Regions from separate parts of the Mus musculus genome. Here region 2 is linked to region 1. Evidence: chromatin contacts called from public promoter capture Hi-C data. All regions are on one chromosome and are shown on one strand. The core of a region is the stretch at or near the end of the contact, and the rest is flanking DNA. Distances in the headings are between cores, read along the strand shown. Region 1 overlaps Cald1 (caldesmon 1). Region 2 overlaps Cald1 (caldesmon 1).

The links. Promoter capture Hi-C pulls out the DNA fragments that hold promoters and counts their contacts.
Region 2: a promoter capture Hi-C map of cranial neural crest shows a contact between it and region 1. The contact joins two enhancer-like sites. A contact is called at or near these places in 8 of 39 promoter capture datasets (cranial neural crest, embryonic stem cells, frontonasal cranial neural crest and 5 more), 5 of 484 Hi-C or Micro-C datasets (3T3-L1-derived adipocytes, muscle stem cells, nephron progenitors and 2 more), 2 of 115 datasets of contacts at active chromatin or transcription factors (embryonic stem cells and trophoblast stem cells) and 4 of 9 other capture datasets (adipose tissue, embryonic stem cells, liver and 1 more).

The regions. Positions count from the first base shown.
Region 1 is chr6:34,635,560-34,640,807 of GRCm38.p6, forward strand. The region is part of intron 1 of Cald1 (caldesmon 1); the gene reads left to right. Among named protein-coding and RNA genes, the nearest start is that of Gm13861, 16 kb to the right of the region's middle. Within about 2 kb of position 2,797, at least 34 of the 459 cell types and tissues checked have an H3K27ac peak or open chromatin away from gene starts, as enhancers often do.
Region 2 is chr6:34,724,832-34,730,079 of GRCm38.p6, forward strand. The region is part of intron 3 of Cald1 (caldesmon 1); the gene reads left to right. Gm38787 (a long non-coding RNA gene) reads right to left here. Exons shown (of 3, transcript XR_868972.2): 1 at 1,687-5,248. Among named protein-coding and RNA genes, the nearest start is that of Gm38787, 5.3 kb to the right of the region's middle. Within about 2 kb of position 2,665, at least 11 of the 459 cell types and tissues checked have an H3K27ac peak or open chromatin away from gene starts, as enhancers often do.

The DNA of each region.
Region 1 (5,248 bases), core at 1,547-4,046:
ACTCATAACCACGGGTGGGGGTGGGGAGGGGGAGCAATGATACCTGGGAGAAATGCGAAAAAACAAAACATAAAGGTGAATAGAACATATTTAATCTCCCAGACTAGAGCAAAAGGCTTCCAGTCTAGATTGCTTGGCAGAAACATGAACACCTATCTGCTGGTGAGCATATCCAGATGTCACAGATAAAGAAATCTCATACACTGGGAAGCAAGCTCACCCTCCCGCCCTTTACCCCGAGCCACTATGAAGGTTGAGGTGTTCTGATAGCCTACCTTGTACCTTTAGAAATCTCGTTTAAAAACCAGATATTCCCTCATCAACACCAGGATCCCAGAGTTGCCCGGTTAGAAAGAGGTTCTGTATTTGTTTGCAATATCACCCAAAGATTTTGCCCCTGGGGTGGGGAACAGGCCATACCAATGGATGGAGGAAAATTTCAGGGTGTGCTGAATTCAAAATATACATTCATATTTTCACTATTTTCGAATTTTTAAAAGAAGACTAGTTAGTATAACTACGGAACATTAGGCTGTATTCCCCAGGGGAAATTTTTAAATAGAAATTTGGGTCCACAGTGACCATTGAAAGGGGAGAGATGATATGCAAACTATTTGCTATTTTTGTGTGGCTAGAACCCAATTGTTTTAGATTGTATTTAGACTAGTTTTACAACTAGTTGATTTAAATATAAAACGTAAGTAACTATTGTACTTCTGACGGTAAATGTCAGCTCTATAGCATTTTCTTTGATAGTGTAAAATACTATCATCGTGAGGCTTAAATGAGGAAGTCAGGAAGAGTAGAGGAAATGTGTACCCTATACACTATTGAAGGAATTCAGATAATATCTAAAGACAATATCTGCTGCTAATAATACATCGGCAAAAAAACTCTTCTATTTTTCCACTTTCACTTAAAAATTTCTTTTTAGACGGAAACATTTACCTGATTTTTAACTTCTAATCTCCTTGTTAAATAATGGTAACTAATAGTTTCCAATATTATATTATGCTTTTTATGATATTTGAGCTACACATATTCTCCTATATATTCAGAATTATACTCACCACATATTAACAAAACTTACTTCTGAACATGGATATAAGTAATTTTATAAATGGTCTTTGTGTTTTTTTAGATGTGTCTACATATTTTTGTAAAAAGAAATGGTGTTTACCCTAGCAATTAATTCTTGTAAAAGATATGAGAATGTTGCAGTGCACTGAACTCTCCTCCTGATTAAATGGGAATTATAGACTGCAGTTTATCCGCTGGATATTGCAGACCAAGCTCCAGAGCTGGCTGTATGGCACACACTGATTCTTTTTGGAAACACTGCCAGACTGCAGCCAACACTCTATTATCTTGAGCATACTCCCTGCTAAACTAAGAATCTGTGCTAAAAGCAAGTCAGAAGTGCTTGGTTTTTAGAATTTTCTATTTGATAAGGTACCATAGCTTTCTTTTCTAATGCTAGTGGCTCAGTCCCAAGTGTATTTACTTACACAGGGAAGTAGAGTTCTCTTTGTTTTATGGTGACAACCAGCGTTGTTGGTGAGTTATAAGGGGAAACGAGGATGGAGGGATACTTCCTAGAAGATTTAGAATCATGTTTCTGCACGTGAATTGATCAGGTAACTTGTCAAACCCGTTGCCCATCGGAGGACAAGTAACACAGATGGTGAACTGACCCAATTTTATTATGCAGTTGAAAGTCAAAACAGAAGTTTTTCAGAAGAAACTCGATGAAATGTAAAGTTATGTAAATATTGGGTAAATAATGTGAAAATATTAACTTTCCTAGCAGAGTCCCGGAATGTTGTATGCTAGTTCAGTACTTGTCGAATGTATGGGTAACTCTCACCGTAAATAATTTAAGACACTGAGACTTCCTTGTAAAAATATTCTGCGTTTCTGAGACATCGAGTTTTACCATTTCCTTTTCAAATCTTCCCACTTCCTGTCCCCAAACAATTTGTTCTACTTCGTTTGAAAAGAGGTTGGGAGGATTTCGCATTCCCCATACAACTCTATCCATGTTGTAAGGCCGTTGCCTGTTTGTCTATGCTCCTGACTGGATGGTAGTGGAGGCAGAAATTATGTCTTCTTTTCTCTTTGTTTGCCTGCCCCTCTCTGCAGACTGTAGTACTCTATGTATAGACTCTGAACTCAATACTTGTGGGATTGCCTCGAGTTGCAATTTGCTAAGTGAGTCCATAGAAAACTGACTCCCCCATGCATGACGCCACCCACTCCAACTCTCCCCTCATCCAGTGTCCTGCAAATGCCAGAGATGCTGGAAGCTTGAGGAAATTTTATTTTAGCCTCATCCTCTGATGGCTACACAGATATGCTCCCCAGAGGAAAGGCGTCTATGAGACTTGAACCAAGCAAGTAACTGGAGCCTGAAGAGCCCAGTAGGATCACTACAATATCTAGATACTGACATTCCCTGCATATGCACAGGCACCATTACAAATCCAGCCATTTGGATGTCTGATTCTGAAGAGCCAAACCCTGGGTGTCGTGCTGTCCACACGTCTGGTTGATTGCCTGCGAACTTTCCCCTTCCATTCCACATGGCCTCGGCAACAGATAAAGTGTGGAGCCTTTCCCACATTTTACATGGTGCTTGGTGGTGTAAAATTCAGCTTTTGTGCTGTTCTTTTCTCTCCCTCTCGCCACTGCCTGGATCTCATTAGAAACCATTAGTGATGTTATACTAAACCTATGGAATCCTAAACATGCTTTCAAAACCCCGTGGAATAAAGATGTCTCCTACCAAACCCAAAATGCAAGGGAACAGACAAAGTTACATTTCTTTAAGAAAGACTGACTCATTTCATAGTTTCCAAATTGTTTTGACTGAAGCTTCTCAAAATAAACTTTCTTCAAGAGGCAGCCTTTGATGTCTGGCTTTGGAAAAGAAAAATCATTTCTCAGAGATACATTTCAATTCTTTTTGGGGTGTTCATGTATTTCTTTTGTGCTGATTAACTTATTTTATTTCAACCAGCGAATGACATGATATTAAATAGCCATCTGACTAGGGAAGAAAAGTTATGTTTGAAGTGGTCTCAACTCCTACATAAACTGAACATAAAGAACAGGCCATGTGATTTAAAAAAAATTTTTAATTACCACAAAAATAGCATCTCCAGATCCTGCCAGAGGGGGGATTTGGTCTGTTAAAGATAACGCACAGTTTAAACGTCACCAAAGTGGAAGATTAGATCTAGAGTTAAGCTTCCTAGTGAGACTTGTGATTCATTTGCTATTTCCTGGCTTAGGCAACATTTTTAATTTTTCACAGTCTCAAGCCTTAATCCTGGAAGGGTAATTCAAGTGTGAGAGCTCACAGACAGCAATTTGTTTGGAGTGGCAATTTGCCATGGGCTTGCCTCTGGGTCCTTTTGTATTCTTGCAGCAAGGGGAGTTAGAGGTAGCCATTCATTAAGTCCAGGTCTGCACAAGACCACTGAAACAAAGGATTTTTCAATCAAATTATTTTTTTTTCTTAAGCATTAACTAGCTTTTTTGTCGACAGATTCTTGTTAAAAAGATATCATTTATTTCTAGTCAAACAACTATAAGTGAAATTACATAATTGAGCAACCTTTTTTTCTTCTTTGTTTTAAAAGTAAGAATTCCCCTTAGACAGGCAGAAGAGAAGATGAAGACCCCAAAATCTAGTCATAACCATGCTGCTTATCTGTTGCTAACCAAGCTTCTTAACTTCACCCAATTTCAATTTCTTCATCTACAAATGGAGGGGGGAAAAATCCCAGCTCCCTGTGACTCATTGGAATACCAAGGAGGAGATGCTGTGACTTTTATCCCATAATATCTGTGAATTTCTCTCATCTCTAGTCTTGGTTTCTTTCCCCTCCCACTAGAGTGGTAACTGGTCAACGACAACTTGAGAGAGCATCTGACCCTCATTCTACTAACATGCTAAAAAAAAAAAATTAGACTCTGAGATCTGTATCCCTGGGTCAGATCTAAAGTGGAGGTGAAGAAGTGACCATTGCTGAAGTTAATGTTATTTTCCCTGAGATTTTAAAGCCCCACTTGTCCAACTTTCCTATCACCACCTTAAAAATGCCTTTAGATTCTTCCAGAACTTGTGTGTGTTTGAAGCCTGGTACCAGCATTTAAAATACCATGTGCCAAGTGTTTAATATATACAATGAGAAAAGCGTTCTTCTGTTGTTTGACCTGAAACTATCACTGCAAAACCCCAAGGTTTAAAGGAAGAGGGTAGGAGTGGGTACCAGAGAGACAAGTTTCAGAGAGAAGGCGGGGGGACTCCAGGAGGAGATGATCTAGCTCCAGCTCCCTCATTCTAGAAGTTGCTCTGGACATAGTCTGTGCTCCTGCTGAAGCAAATCTGCTTCATTAAACTGTTAAGTTTGCTAGAAGTTTCCATTTGGATTTACTCCCTCAGAGGATTTATTCTAAGACATGACTACAGTGCCTAGGGTTTTTAAGTGGCCACAGAATATCTTAAGACTTGAAGAGGAATGGGGAAATTTGTATTTTCTCTGTCTGTAAAGGTATTTTCATAATATAACCTTTATATTTACAGGAAAAAAAATTTTCAGAAAAAAATTAGTTTCCTTTTCATTGAGAGCTGCTATTAGTTTCCACAATTTACAAAAATGCATTTGCTTATGCAATGAAGGTACAGATTATTAACCATACAACAATCCAAGGTCATTTTATACTCAAACTCGCCCTGGCCCTTCCTACAGATTAATCTCGGAAGTGATTTATTGGTCATTAATAGCTCAGAGTTTAGACACAAGGGTCAGAGTTCAGGGTGCTGCAACCAAGAGGGAACTCCTTTCCGAAAGAGCTGGGGAGGAATCAATGTGCACGTGTGGATCTCATGAGCACTGCGCGATCTCTTTCTCCACAGTTTCACTCTTACCACCCCAAGTTGGGTATCAGACATCCGCAAACCTAACTCTGAGCCTCCGGCTAAGCCGCATTGCCTTCTGTATTCCCCCAACTTTCAATAACTATTGTCTGCTCCAGAGTGAAGAGTGTAGACATGACATCCAGGGTCCCTGCTCCTTCCAGCTCCCACCCCCTGAATACAGCTCACCCGAACCTGGCTGGGTTTCTCTGCAAATGGTTTTGCTCTTTTGCGCATCAGAAACAGCCTCACTCCTCTGATCATGCCCTGGACTTTAGCTCTCTGAGCCTCACCCTTTCTTCTGGGGGCTTTCCTAAGTACTGA
Region 2 (5,248 bases), core at 1,415-3,914, 89 kb after region 1:
CCACATGTGTGCAGTGTCTATGGAGGCCAGAAGAGGGCACCAGATATGGTGGGACTGAAGTTACAGGCTGTTGTGTGTCATCCTATGTGGGTGCTGGAAACTGAACCCAGGATCTCTGCAAAAGCGGCGAGTTCTCTTAACCCCTGAGCCATTTCTCTAAACCTCATTAGTTTCTTCAAACTATGAACCAAAGGAAATTTTTCTTCCCATAAGTGACTTCTTCCAGGATAGCTTTTCATAAGTATTTGGAAAATGTATAATACAGAAGATAGCATCAAGTAAAAGGTTCTACCTGGGATCCAATCAAATGAGTTCAGGAGGCTCCCCTTACCTGGGGCTTCATTACATTGATTTAACCTTGGTCACCTTTGCTCCAAAAATATTAAGTTGAAAGTTCTGGACATAGTTTATTTATTTTAAATCATGTTTATTATAGTCTATCATTAGAGTTGCATTTTGTTATTGACTATGGTGCTTCATTCTTACTGTGCCTCATTTATTAATTAAGTTTCATCATAACTACATACATAGAGAGTCCCATACTATATGTAGTAGCAACCATCAATGGAATGCCTTAGGCTCCATCCCCACAGGTGAGAGGGAACAACTATATAAAGAATCGTTTTCTACACTTTGCTCCAAAGTATAGCTGTAGAGAATACAAGTCTTACAGTCTTACTTTGGAGTCATGGCTACTAATTCCTGGGTTAAAGGATACCACATATAGTCAGTATAGTGTTCTGAGAACTTAATAGCCAGTTCTAACTATCCTTTTAATTTTTGGATTGACTGGACAAGCAGTTAAAAGGTCTGGAACTAAACAAAATCTCTGGCCCCTTAAACATGGATCTCAAAGTAAACTTGCAAAGTAGATGAAATTAAGCTAAAAACCATTGAATGAAATTAAATGTGTAACTAATCATAAGACAGCCCATGATATGATGGAACTAGGCATCTTTGTGTTTCTTACAACATCCATTGAATTGCAAGCCAGTTTTGGCTAGGGCTCATTAAATGTTTCTAAAGGAGCAAAGTTGAATATGCTGCTCTCTCTGAATTAGTTTTGCTTTCCACTGACATCACAAAAAGCCAAAAGGACTGCCAGGCACACACACAAACATGAGAGAGACAGGCAGGTGGTGTGTACACAGTTACACACACACAATGAAAGAGGCAGGCAGGTGGTGTGTACACGGTTACACATAAACAATGAGAGAGACAGGCAGGTGGTGTGTACACAGTCACATACAAACAATGAGAGAGACAGGCAGGTGCTGTGTACACGGTTACACATAAACAATGAGAGAGACAGGCAAGTGGTGTGTACACATTCACACACACATAATGAGAGAGGCAGTCAGGTGGTGTGTACACATTCACATACAAACAATGAGAGAGACAGGCAGGTGGTATGTACACATTCACATACAAACAATGAGAGAGACAGGCAGGTGCTGTGTACACAGTCACATACAAACACACAGAAAGATAAATCTTTGATCTGGACCAGAGTCCACAGTCTGAATAGAAAACAAACAAACAAACAAACACACACACCAGGTGACTCAGTTTGCCTTAGCCTCCCATTATTGACCAGGTTCAAATCAGATATGTCTTCTGTCCACCACCAATTGTGGCTGTGGTTATTGTTGTTGCTTGCTTTGGTTTTAGACAAGGAAAACATACCTTTTCCAGTTCCTAGTTCCAGGAGGGATCTGAATAATGACTTCTGCCAAGAAAGAAGCATAAGGATACCAAGCATATCCATGATAAATCCACTGAAACATTTGCATTCTAGACCAGTGCGCAAAATGTACCAGCCCAAGCAAGCACTGGAAAGTTTGTGGCCAGTAATTGCTTTCAACAATTAGAGGGAAGGATTTGAGAGAAATGAGGTGTCGGGTTACCACACTTTCAATGTTTAGAGGGGGAGGGTTTGAGAGAAATGTGACAAGTTGGGGTCCCGCTCTTGTATTTGTTGCTGATGTCACCTCTGCCATCAAGCTGTGAAGCTGATGCTGTTGCTCCGTTCAGGTTTAATATGGTTCTGATCTGTCATCTCATAGTCACGGTCATTTCTTCCCTCAGTGAGATTCCCCCACACCCCGGAACACCTTCGGTGCCTCCCCAGGTGCCACCTGTCAGTGTTTCAATGCCTTTTGCTTCCCTTTCATGCTTTTGGGCATCCTTAGTCAATGAAAGTAGTGTATGGAAATCACATGGTGCCGGGGTGAGGTGGGGGTGAAACAGAACTTTAGCTCTAGAGGAACACTCCTGATGATGGATGTAGGGGGTGGGGTCTTAGATGCAAATAAAGCAGTCCGTGATGCAGGTCTGACACAACCTTGGTGACTTCACAGGAGGCACAGGCCGATTTTCAGGATGCCTGCTGCTTCTGAGCCTCTCTCGAGGGTGGAGGGTCGGTGCATCTGGAGCTGGCAAGAGGAAAGGGGGATGTTAATGTTGCTATAGAAGCAGGAAGGCAGGGGAAGAGAAAATGGAGTGGAAGGGCAAAGAATTAAAGCTTTTTCTGGTACTTTTCTGGCCATCCCTTCTGGCCCTGACACCTTACCCCTGACCCCTTTTCTAGCCATGTGTACCATCCCCAGAGGCAAGCACGGGGCTTAGAATGCGCAGCTCTCGGTGCCACGTGGCCCTCTAGTCTCGGTGGAGTCAGAAGGTTTACCTGTGGCAGGCCTTATCTAGTTTAAACTAACATTGCTAAAGAGCCCTGTGCTTTGAAGGTTTGTGCAGAAGCTGCAGGCAGAAGGGAAATTGCTGGAAATACAAGGAAGGTTGTGCTCAGGGAGCCAGTGCCCACCTCGCTGAGGGAGCACGGAGGAGGGCTTCCTCTGCCCCTCGCTTGCTTTTTTCAGCAGGCTGTGTGAGGAGCCAAAGGCTTTTCCTAGGTCTGTAATCTCTACTGAAACCCAATCCACGTAGCACACAGTCCACCCACTGTAGATATACAAGCCCAAGGTTCTTAGTACAGTCGCCGACCGCACAGCCATCGACCGCCATAGTCACTGACCAACATTTTCACCTTCAGCAAAAACTCACATGGTAAAAAAAAAAATTATGTGGAAAATAGACTTTCGTTTGTGATTTTGTTGTTGAAAAAATCTGTAAGTGTGATCTACCAAGACAATCATACCTTGTCTTCATACCTAGGCTTGAGGGGGAAATAAAACTCTTAAATCTCACAAGTAGAAGTTGAAGCAATTTATTTAAAATTCGTGTGGCTTTGGAAGGAGAAATGGTGGACAGACACACATTGGAAATTAGGGGGGATTTAGTATGTTAGCTCCATGCTTCAACATACCAAGCGTTTATCTCTCCCACTTGTACGTATCCATTTTCCATAAACTTAAACACAAGACTAAGGGACTGGAGAGAGGACTCAGCCCTTAAGAGCAGTTGTTCTTGCAGGGGACCTGGCTTCAATCCCCAACACCCCTCGATGGCTCACAAACATCCATGATTCTGGTTCCAGGGCATCTACCACCCTTTTCTGACTTCCTCAAGCACCAGACATACACATGGTGCTCACGTATAAATTCAAGCAAACACTCATACTCATATAATTTTAAAAATTAAAAAAAAAAAAAAAAACCCTAAGCTGCAACTGTCATTGAAAGTTGAATGGCAGAATCAACTGAAGCTCACGCTAGCCAGGCTTTCAAATAACTGATCACAGTGTGCTAAAACTAAGATTAAGATGTAATAGAAGTTCTATGAATACTGATAAATTAGACCTTTAATAAGTTTTTTCAGTATTATTCTCTTACACTTCTTTTTGTGTTTTATAATGTGTAAGCATTTCAATAGTACTATATATGATTAATTTGTAAATAACTGAATATATATAAATCAAGACAGATAACTGATGGCACCTGGCTTTTTGTTGTTTTCTTTCTTTCTTTCTTTCTTTCTTTCTTTCTTTCTTTCTTTCTTTCTTTCTTTCTTTCTTTCTTTGTTAGACAAAGTCTCACTATGTAGCCCAGGCTGGCCTAGAATTTGCTACATAGACCAGGCTCATAGATGTCTGTCTGCTTCTGCCTGAGTGCTGGGAAGAAAGTTGTCCACCACCACACCTGGCTCTGTTTAATTTTTGATAGGAGTATTAAGACCATTGTTACAAATCAATTACAAGCAAATAGCCATGCGTGATCAACACAGGATCACATGGTGTTTCCTTTCAAATCTGTGAGCTATGTAGCTTCTGCCCCTTTAACTCACCTCTGAAACTGGAGGCTCAGATGGATCATAGACAAGATGAGAATAGTTAGTTTCTAAGGAAATAACTTACGGAAAAGATGTGTGGACTGGATTTGACCAGCAGGCCATAGTTTGGCCGTCCCTGGCCTCTGTGATGATGGGAGGCCATTGGTTAATTGGCAGAACATCTTGAGGATGTCCCCAGGGTAGGAAGACACCCTGGGTGGGAACTGAACTAAAACCCTGGCCCAGTGGTCAGTAGCTCTGCAGTAGTAGCACTGTCCGGCTCAGGTCCCCAGGTTACCGTGCACAGAGCAGTGATTAAATTAAGATCACCTCCCCAATTCCATCCTATTGTACCTCCTATGCCCCAAGCTTTGCACACCTTAACACACAAGTGTAGGTTTAGTGGAAGGCTGATGGGGTAAGGGAGATGGGGGTAGAGAGAGAGAGAGAGGGAGAGAGAGAGAGAGAGAGCAGCTATTCAGTTCACAAAGAATTGAGGGCCTAACTTACTGCTCTTGAGAAGTCTGCCACAAACTACTGTTCTGAATGGCCCAAGGATTTGCTGAGCTCAAGGCTCTTCTTGTTGCTAAGATTTATGGAGCCCTTGATATTGGGTAGCTGGCCCTATTTCTTTTATTTCCCAGGGAAAAGCTGTAGGATGAGTTGAAACACCTGGAGTGGAGACAGAACTAGGAAATCCTCCTCCGTGTGTGCTGTCTGTCCTCCATGTGTGCTGTCTGTCCTCCGTATGTGCTGTCTGTCCTACATTTAGGCTGCGTTTCCACGGGGCTGGACCCAGGAAGGATCCTCTCTCAAGATCTGTAGACTTGCTGGTCTGCCCTTCCTCTTAGTGGAGCCACGCTCGGGTCTGGACCATACGTAACCTGAGCTTCCTTCCCTGGTGCCCTTCCTGCGTCCTGAGCCCTGGCCAGACTGAAGTGTTTGCTTTTCCATGTCCACATTTCCTGACTTTACAACTTTCCATTTGTGCTCTCTGAATGAAGAAAGGGCCTCTTCCCTCCTT